Linked DNA regions of Mus musculus: region 2 is linked to region 1. Evidence: chromatin contacts called from public promoter capture Hi-C data. All regions are on one chromosome and are shown on one strand. The core of a region is the stretch at or near the end of the contact, and the rest is flanking DNA. Distances in the headings are between cores, read along the strand shown.

Evidence for each region. Promoter capture Hi-C pulls out the DNA fragments that hold promoters and counts their contacts.
Region 2: a contact with region 1 is called in a promoter capture Hi-C map of liver, with 2.1 times the contacts expected there. The contact joins two enhancer-like sites. A contact is called at or near these places in 5 of 39 promoter capture datasets (the C10 cell line, the HPC-7 cell line, embryonic stem cells and 2 more) and 1 of 115 datasets of contacts at active chromatin or transcription factors (embryonic stem cells).

The regions. Positions count from the first base shown.
Region 1 is chr5:30,483,410-30,488,312 of GRCm38.p6, reverse strand. It overlaps Fam166c (family with sequence similarity 166, member C), which reads right to left. Exons shown (of 4, transcript NM_029285.1): 4 at 4,226-4,445. The coding sequence ends at 4,301. It overlaps Cib4 (calcium and integrin binding family member 4), which reads left to right. Exons shown (of 7, transcript NM_028483.1): 6 at 780-868; 7 at 2,546-2,729. The coding sequence ends at 2,576. Among named protein-coding and RNA genes, the nearest start is that of Fam166c, 20 kb to the right of the region's middle. Within about 2 kb of position 3,467, at least 5 of the 459 cell types and tissues checked have an H3K27ac peak or open chromatin away from gene starts, as enhancers often do. A contact at or near this core is called in liver, where this site is marked.
Region 2 is chr5:30,817,632-30,822,673 of GRCm38.p6, reverse strand. It overlaps a transcript of Mapre3 not described here. Among named protein-coding and RNA genes, the nearest start is that of Gm46907, 5.4 kb to the right of the region's middle. Within about 2 kb of position 3,538, at least 22 of the 459 cell types and tissues checked have an H3K27ac peak or open chromatin away from gene starts, as enhancers often do. A contact at or near this core is called in liver, where this site is marked.

The sequences.
Region 1 (4,903 bases), core at 2,218-4,717:
AGATGGTTGTGAGCCACCATGTGGTTGCTGGGATTTGAACTCAGGACCTTCAGAAGAGCAGTCAGTGCTCTTAAGCACTGAGCCATCTCTCCAGCCCCTACAGGCCATCTTCTTTGGAAGGGATTGGTCCAGAGTCCCCTGCAGCTGCCATGGGGTGGGCGGCACATGGTGCCCTGAGAAGTGGGTACACAGTGGAGAGAACTTTGCCTCAACTGTCTGTCCTTCCAATGAGAATCGTCTATGTTCCCCAGAACAATGTATCCTGCCCTCCCTCCTGAAAGCTTCCCACCCACATGAGGCACCAAGGACCACAGTGTCTTCTCCCGTGCTATTCATGAGGAGCACAGTGCCCAGATGTCCTAGTGACGAGGTGTAGAGAGAGCCCCGAAAACCTAAGATGAGGCACAGGCCCGTGTGCTCTCAGGCTGTGAGAACCCCTTAGTATCTCAGGTCTGGATGGTACCACCTGACTCGGGCTTCTTACGATGAAGGGCCCATGTTAATGTCTGGCTGATGAGGTGAATGGGGCCTACTGTTCTCACTTCCACATTGGTGCTGGAGGACCTCCTCCCCCCCCCCCCCATGAGAAGAGTCCTTCCAGAAGAAAGTCTCCTCTACACCTACCTTAGCTCACACACCTTCACCTCTCTGTGGGGCAGAAGCTCTGAGACACTCTGGCGTGTGGTAGGTAGTTCCTCTACACAGACCATTTTCTCCCTCCTCTTGAGATCCATCTCCTGTCAGCCTGAGGCTCCTCACAAGCTCCTCTGTCCCAGCAGGTCCTGAGTGAGTCAGATCTGGACAATGACAGTATGCTTTCCTTCTCCGAGTTCGAACACGCCATGGCCAAATCTCCAGATTTCATGAAGTAAGACACTCTTGAGGGCGGGGGTTTTCCACCAAGGTTGGAGGGAGTGAAGGTTCTCTAGTCTCCCCAGGACCAAAGGCTATCTCTCTCTTCCTATGGAATTCATAGGTTTGCAGGGCTTCACTGATTCTTTCAGAAATGGTAAATAAAGCTTCCGAGAAATCAGCTAACCTTGGGGAACCAAGAGGGGCTGACAGGATGCCAGGGTTTGCAAACCATGTGTGGGGTTGGTACAACCTCAGAGCCATTGCCCCTGATGGCAGACATCTACGTCTGTCTCTCATACTGGCCTTCAGATATGACCTGAACATAGCCCAGATATACTGGGAGATGACAAGAGAAACAAATGGTTCCACTGGAGAGCAGAAGGGATCTTAGCGATCTATGCTCCAGACTTCTTCCAGATGACTGGCTCTCTGCATTTCCAAGGCCATATTTACCAGTTTTCTAGTTCCTTCCAATTCAGAATGAGTACATCATCTCTAGAGATGATCCTCATCATGACCGAAGAGGCCTTTCGTATGTATGCCAAGTTGGCATCTGGTGACACATGCCTTTCGCGCTTGCCCCTAACGCTGCCCCTTGCCTCATAGAATAGATGAGTTTGATGGTGAAAAAGGAAGATGGCTTTTGAAAATTTTACAAACCAACTCAAAAAAGGACAGAGCCAAGTCTACCAGGAACCTTGGCAGGAGCCAAGATAGCTACACATTCCTGTCTCCCTCCCTCCCTCTTCCTGACCTGCTTCTCCGTCTTTCTGACCCGACCCCCCTCCCCCCGCCCCATTCTCTCTTCTCCTACACACTTACTTCCACTGCACACCAGCAACCTCTGGGTTGCCAGACATGGCCTATCATGTGTCATGGACTCCCAACAGTTTGTGTCTGTTTGATTTAACTTCAGTGACTCTTAAAGTAATGTCCCAGCTCAATTCTGAATTCCCAGGGATTCTGACTGGGTCAGGCCACACTTCTTCCAACCACCTTGATGGACACGACATCTCTAGGTTCCAGGGATGGGGCTAGGGCAGAACCTAGAGATGCCATGCTCGAATCACCTTCATTAAAGGAAACCCCTCTTCCTCCACAATGGCCCCACACAACACAGCTGCTGGAATCTACCTGCCCTGCACCTCTGTCTGAATCATTCCTGTTTTTTTCCACTGGCCACCCAAAAATTCAGAAACCCTTTGTGTTCTGGTGATGCTAATAGAAGCTTAAAGAAAGTTTAGGAATTGGGGAAAGAACTTAAACTCCTTGCTATGCAATCATGAGGACCCGAGTTTGACCCCTAGTGTCCATATTAGAAGCTGGGTGTGGTGGTGTAAACTAGCAATAGCAAGGCTAGGGATGCTGAGCAGGAGGGCCCCTGGGCTCCCTGGTCCCAGCAAGAGACTTTGTCTGAAAACAAACAAAACCAGAAACAAGGTAAATGACTCCTAAGGAGCCACACCTGGGCTGCTCTCTGGTCTCCACACGTGTGCATATGTGTACATGCACCCTCATTGACACTCATGAACACATGTACACACACACACACACACACACACACAGAGAGAGAGAGAGAGAGAGAGAGAGAGAGAGAGGACTGTTTGAACCAGCTGGGACCACTGCCTACAGAAAAGGCCATGATAGGGCAAGGTGGGGGACCTCAGATGGCTCTGGGACTCTCTTTCAGCTCTTTTCGGATTCACTTCTGGGGCTGCTGATGTGGAGGTCATCGGCTGGTTCGGCAGCTTCAATGAAGACTACTGGACACCCCCTGCATCCAGGCACTGTAGAATCTGATTTGAATTATGACTCAGCTCTGTCCATCCTTCACCTCTAGAGTACTGTTTGCTAAGTAAATATGTGTTTCCCCCATCCAGACCCACTGCTTTCTGAAGGTCCTACATAGGGAGTTGGTGTTTCTTCTAGGGCTCAGGTTTGCCAACAACTCCCGGCAAGCGGGCATGGCAACCTTTTTGAGGACAGAGTTCAAACCTCGACCCACGACAGAGGAGAAGACTAAGCCAAATGGAACAAAGTTCAGAAGGGAAATATTCGTCCTTCCCTCCTCTGGAACCCACCCATGATCAGGATGCACACATAGCTGTCATTCCAGCTGGCGTCTGGCTTGCCTGGCTTCCTTCCATGGAGAAGACATCTTGGCCCTGCTTGCCACCCTTGGACCCTGGGGATGGGACCATGTGTGACCAGCATTTAAGGCCTATTTGCTTTGCCATTCAGCCAAGCCCTGTAATGAGTTTGGCCACTCTGGGGACACTTTAGGGTCCAGCTGTCTAGAGACTCTGGGACACAGGAGAAGTTCATCATGGGAACTTGTGGGAGCTGCCAGATGGCTATCTGCTGTGCGTGTGGATTTTCTTGTCTATATGCATCTGAGGGAGGGGATAGGTCTGATTACAAGGAAGAGTTGTTTTTGCTACAGTGTGCACTTGAATCCTGTCTTTAGGTCTTGACTCCCCTGTTCAGTTGAAATAGAGACTCATTACTTGACAGAATCTGCTTGATCTAATCCAGATGGGTGGAACGTTGGGGGAGCCCAATGGTGTGACACATTCCTCAGCTGTGATCTCCTCCCAGAACGGTCTATGGGACTTTGTGCCCTACCCTCTGCCCTATCAAAGTTTCCCTGGAGCAGCCATGTTGGGAGAGCATACTTTGACCCTCGAAGGTTGCCAAAGCTTGTTGCTACCTTGGCACCCACTCCCTGAGGTCATGTCGCTGAGAGTAGTTTAGTCCCAGCTCACTCCTCCAAGAAATAAGCTCAAGTATGTATAAAGACCTAATCAGCCAGCTCTGTCCAGTCAGAGCTGAGTACAAGTCACCCCCACTCCCTGCCACGCCACAGGGCCCCTGGGATCACTAAGACCCCCTCTGTTTCCACATGAGCGTGTGGTATTTGAGAAACCAGGACTGAGGAGCCCAAAAGACCCGGTTCAAATCCTGTCTGTGCTAATTCCTTACTATGTGTGCTTGGGCAACTTTCTCAGCATCCCAGAGGTAGGGCCGAGGTCCCAGACTCCGTAATGAGAAATGGGAGTCAGCTGAGTAACAACACTGAGGGAACTGTTTGGGGGTCATGCCACCCACCCTAGCCACTGCTGTGTGTTCTCAGTTATACTAGTGAAAGCAGGCAGGAGGTCTCGGTCCCCGAGTGGCCCGACACCTGGGTAGCCTTATGAGCCTGGCCTTAGTCATCCCCCAGTCCCACCTGCCTCGACCTGGGCACATCTGGATGGCCCACAGTGGCTGGGCACAGCTTCTTGGTTCGGATTTCTCCGGCTTAGCTCTCCCCAGTGCTCAGGGCACCTTCACGCATGGTGACAAGATCCAACTGAGAGGCACACGGGATGGTTGTGGCTGAAGATTTTATTACAAGCAAGCCAGCCTGGTCAGGCCAAGGTTCCCTGGGGTCAACCACCTGGTTTCAGGCTCTGAACTCGAAGTAAAGGTCCCGCCTTTGGCGCTCTTGAGAGGAAACTCTCTTCCCTGATGGGAAGGTCTGGTAGGTCCTCTTGTAGTCAGGGGATAATCTTAGTAGGTTCCACTTACTCTTCTCACTCAGAGGAGGCCTGAGGGTAAGGATGGGCCAGCGTCAGGCAGTGCGCCCCGAGGAGCGGGAGGAATGTTCACCATAACCCTTGTGCTCACTATAGCTTTGTGGCCCTGCAGCCATTGGCAGCGTGACATCTGCCGAGTGAACAAGGACTCGGGAGAAAAGTGACCTGGATTCTGGCCCTGCCTCCTGCTGGAAACAAACCCATGTGACAGTGAACTGCTGCTACTGTTGCCCTCTTGTTATCCTCTTGTTCTGAGGAGTAAATGAAGCTCTTTGTGTAAAGCACTTAGTGCAAGGTGAGGAGAAACTCAGCCGTTATGGGAGATGCTGACTGCTGCTGTGGTAGAGATGGTGGTGGTGATGATGGTGAAGGTGATGGTGGTGGTGATGGTGGTGCTGTAACTCAGAAAGGCTAGAGACTCCCCAGGATACAGAGTTGATCGCCGACCGTCCCCAGCCACTTAAGATACG
Region 2 (5,042 bases), core at 2,289-4,788, 330 kb before region 1:
CCATCCTGGAAGAACAAGGGGTCTCTGAGCTGATGGCCAAATGAAATGGGACCACGGACGGAGAAAGGAAGGAGGCCAGACAGGTCTGAGCAGAGGCAGTTCGAGCAGGAATACATACACCCAATACAAGGTAAAGTCTGCAGGAAGGCGCCAGGGCACTGGGGATCTGGCCACTCAGAGAATCTGGAAAGACATGGGACTGAGACAGGCCACCAAAAGCAGAACCCTGACCACTGCTATATGACAAATGTAAACAGAGAAAGTTAAGAGGCAATAAGGCGATTTTAAGACCCACTTTGAAACAGATTTGTTTTAAATTTGTGTGTATGTTTTTATTTGTATGCCTTGTCTACATGCATGTATATGTACCACATATGTGTGGTGCTCAAGGAAGCCAGAAGAGGGCACTGGGGGCTCTGGAACTGGAGTTCCAGATGGTGGTGAGAATTCTCGCTTGTGCTGAGAACTAAACTTGGGTCTTCTGCAAGAGCAGCCAGTACTCTTAACTGCTGAGCCATTTTCCAGCTCAATTTTCATGTTCTTATAATAATTATTTTACATTTTCTTTCTTTCCATAGAGATAAGATGTTCATCTGTGTTTTTAAGACATATCCACCCAACACGTGTAATACACATGCTGTGCTTTCTCAAAGGCACTCAAAGAACTGCATAAAGCCCGGCCACAGCAAATCAATACCCTTTAGGATGATCAATACCAGACAAGGGATGTGGCTCAGTAGGCAGAGCACTTGCCTTGCATGTACAAACCATCAACTCATAAATCCAGGTGTAGTGCCACACACTATGGTCTCAGTTCTATAGAGGCTGAGCGATCTGAAATTTAAGGTCACCTTCCAGTGTGTAGCAACCCTGCCTCAAAATAAACAAAACATAAATACCCCGAATGCAGGGCTGGGGGAGTGGGTGCAAGATGGCTCAGTGAGTAAAGGAGCTTTCAGCCATCCTGAGGAACTGAGTTCAAAATCCAAGCCCCATGTGGCTGACAGAAAGAACAGAGAAGCATCTTATGAGTCGCTCTCATAGTATGCACACAGCCCTGTTGTGTCACTGTATATGTGTGTATGAGTGTGTTTGTGTTTGAGACAGGGGCTTAGGGTACAACCCAGGCTGGCCTTGCCTTTGGATCTTCCTGTCTCAGTCCACTGAGGGCTAGGATTACAGATACTTGCAACTATCCCTGGCTTCAATAATATTAAATACTTTTAATGCCTATGTACTATTTTATTTCTGTGAACTTGACCAGCCCTCCATATCTTACACTTCTGGTTGTTTTACTTAATTTTGGGGGATGGGGAAGATTGAGAAAATTGTAGCAGGGCTCACACTGTAGCCCTGGCTAGCCTGTAGAGACAAGTACATAGACCATGTTGGCTCTGAACTCAAAGAAATCCACCTGTTTCTACTTCTGGAATGCTGGCATTAAAGATGTGGGCCACCATGCCCAACAGTTCTGACTGCCAAGTCACTTTTTCAAAAACAATTTTTTTTTTTTGGTTTTTCGAAACAGGCTGTCCCAGAACTCACTTTGTAGACCAGGCTGGCCTCGAACTCAGAAATCTGCCTGTCTCTGCCTCCCAAGTGCTGACAAATATTTTATATTATTAATACTGGTATATTAATAAAAACTATGTAGTTTTAAACACAACTTTAACCAAAGACCCTAAATAGTCTGAAAATGGCAATTTATGGCCTAAGGATATGTGTCTTTTTAAGGCCGTGTGTGTGTGTGTGTGTGTGTGTGTGTGTGTGTGTGTGTGTGTGTACATGTATGTAGTCTAAAATATTAGGCAGATTTGGAGTCATACTTCTTGCTCAGCTCTCTTAAATCATATCATATAAGTGGTATGTATTTCCTACATATTAGGAAATAGTTTTATGAACAACAATGCGTGGAGTCAGAACACACCAGATGGACTAAGTTCTTTACGTTAGGGAAATGAAGCATCCAGAGCTTAGAGCACCGATGTTAAGACATTGAAAAACAACGTCTAGGCAGCTCAGCAAAGTTGGTAGGGCATGGTGCTAGTGAGATCTTAGAATCTAGTGTGTGGCAAGAACTGGCCAGCCAGCTTCACATGGGGAAAACCCACTCCTGGCTGCAGGATGCCTCCCCAACCCTGGGAGCTACCGTGCAGATTTGTACTCCCAGCCAAAGAAAGATTGGGTGATGGACTGTAAACTAGTCAGCGCAATTCACGCTCCTTCTGGGTAAGTACTCAAAGCACAGCCCAGCTGGTGAGTGTGTCCTCGCTCTATACTCAACACGACACCTGGCTAAAAACAACAACGACCAACTGATGACAAAATCAAAACTTCAACATCACTTAGTGAGTTCTTATCACACCATGGTAGTCATTGTGTTTTTCCTTCTTTTGAGATTTAGTTATGTGCTTGACTATTTTGCCTGCATGTATATGCACTGCCTGAGTTCCTACAGATGGTCATGAGCCATCATGGGTGTGCTGGGAACCCAACCCAGGCCATAGAACAACAAGTGCCCGTAACCGCTGAGCCATCTCTCCAGCCCCTTATTAGTCATTTCCACCGAAAGCTGTCAGTATTGAGTAAAGGAGCAGCCAGGCCTGATAGAGATTGCAGCTATCGTCACAGAGTGTATCCATACTTCAGTTAGGTCCCTGAAGCTTCAAGCTCTTTTGTAAGAGGCACAGGACTTAACATGCTGTTTTTTGAGAAGCAGACTCACTATGCAGCCCAGGTTGTCCTGGGATTCCACGCATGGTACCATGTCCAGCTCACATACTTGCTGTAAAGGTCACATGGGCAGATGCTGCTTTGGACAATAGTTGAAATTAAATGACCTTATTAGGAAGTAATGGTTAGTTCCTTCAGCTGTCAAGAGGAAGGGGTGATTCTCAAAGGGGAGTAAAGGGGCAGGGAGACGCTGGGGCAGGCACTCCATAGAGACTGAGAAGCTGTTGGGAAGCAGGCACTTGAGAGGGCCCTCCTCGCTCACCAGTCTTCTCTGGACACTGGCCTGGTCTGAGGAAGGAAGCCAGCTAGCGCTACCTGCTCCATCACTGACCACTCTAGCAAAGGTTTTCTATGAAGATGTGTTGATGGCGGAGTCATGTGCACTGTCAAGTCTACGAGCTCTCCCCTAAGTCCAGAGCAGTGCATCTTAAAACACGTCAAACAAGAAAGCAGAGGAACTAAAAGTTCCCTGTTGAGTCTCCTTTCCTTTCCCCACACCCACATCCGTCTTCCCAGAGGTAGATCCTTTCCAAGTTCAGTTACAGTCCTGGGGATGGAGCCTGAAGACACACACGCTCCCTAGGGACCACTCCCCACCACAGAGCTAGCCTTTAGAGGCCTGTGTATGGACATGGGCTTGGTCTAGGAATTCAGAAAGGCCTTGAGCCTTTCTGTAGCTGGTCCATCCAAAAGGACCTCCTTTCTCTCTCCTCACTCTGGGAGGAGGCTTCCCTGCTGGAAGGAAGGGCTCTTTCCCCATGACCTCTCTCCCACAAGTACAGAAACTGATCTGAGTGAAGTCATGGTTCAAGGTGCACTTCACACAGTAGCGGAAGTGAGCAAGGGCCACGAAAGGCTCACTAATAGGCCGGCACCCGGCAGCTTGCTTTCCTATTTCTGATTCTGATCATTCTTAGTAGAGCCTACCCAGCAGAAGGCCTGAGCAGCCCCACGTCACACCAAACCCGGGCTCTGCTCCAGTCAACTGCTCATGCCTGGCCGTTCTGTCAGACAAGCAAGTCAGCTGAATGCATGGTCACAAAGGCCCATTTCATACATACACTCTCTCATTTGGTAGTTGAAATGACACTGTGACTCTCAAGTTTTCACTGGACAAATGGCTGCTTCTGTTGGACACAAAGGCTCCCGAGGAATGGGGCAGTTTTGAATTAGTTCAGGATGGACTTCTCATGACAAACTTTGAGACATTATTTTGACATTATGGCACCAGTAAATGTAAATAAATATTGCTACCTGCTATGAAGCAGCTCCTCTCCTTGCATCCTCTAACAACCCTAAGGGACAGCCATCATCCAGGCTAGCCTACAGATGAGAAAACTAGCACTTAGCAGTTACATAACCTACCCAGTGTCACACAGTCAGGAAGTAGGAGGACTGGGATTTGGGCTCAGATGCATCTGTTTTGAGAGGCCAGATCAACTTAGTTTCTTTTTTTTTTTTTTAATCTTTTTTCATTTATTTTATGTATATGAGTACACTGTAGCTGTCTTCAGACACACCAGAAGAGGGTATCAGATCCCATTACAGTTGGTTGTAAGCCATCATGTGGTTTCTGGGAATTGAACTCAGGACCTCTGGAAGAGCAATCAGTGCTCTTAACCACTGAGCCATCTCTCCAGTCCCATCAACTTAGTTTCTAAAGGAGGGGGTGAGACATCCCTGTGGCTCCCAGGACCTATGCAAGGCTCCATCTGAGTGCTGGGAGGGAGCCCTGAAGCTGCCCCTCAGGTTTGCTTCCACTCAGCCCCAGGTCTGAGCTCTCTGCTTTGCTTTCCAGAACACAGCAGCCTTGGAGATAAGCCGAGAAGATGTCAACACCCAACTTTGCATTTGCTTTCAGTCAGTAGATGCACAGTTTTCAAAAGAAGAGTCCCAGAGCAGGAATGGAACTTGTAAGGGAAAATTGTTATTTGTAAGGTGGCGAGAATAAATATTTAATTAGACGCTTTGACATTACATTTTGCCTGGCCTTGCAACACCTCAGACAATAAAAGCAGCCTTTGTCTACAGGGCTAATTACAGACTACTAAATTATTTTTATTACAGCCCTTTGGATTATTAAGTGTGACAAATGCAGCATCGTGGCTGTATAGAATAGTGCTAGTCTGGAAATGTGAGTTCTAATCCTGACTCAGACCCTAATAACCACCAATAGTCAACTGCACGGTGTACACAGTTGACACTGCTCTCATATACTCTTTATGTTAGTTAAGTCACTTTGGGGCAAATCACTTAACTCTTAAGAGTCTCGTGTCAAAACCTGGAAATGAGGACATTAGGACATCTGT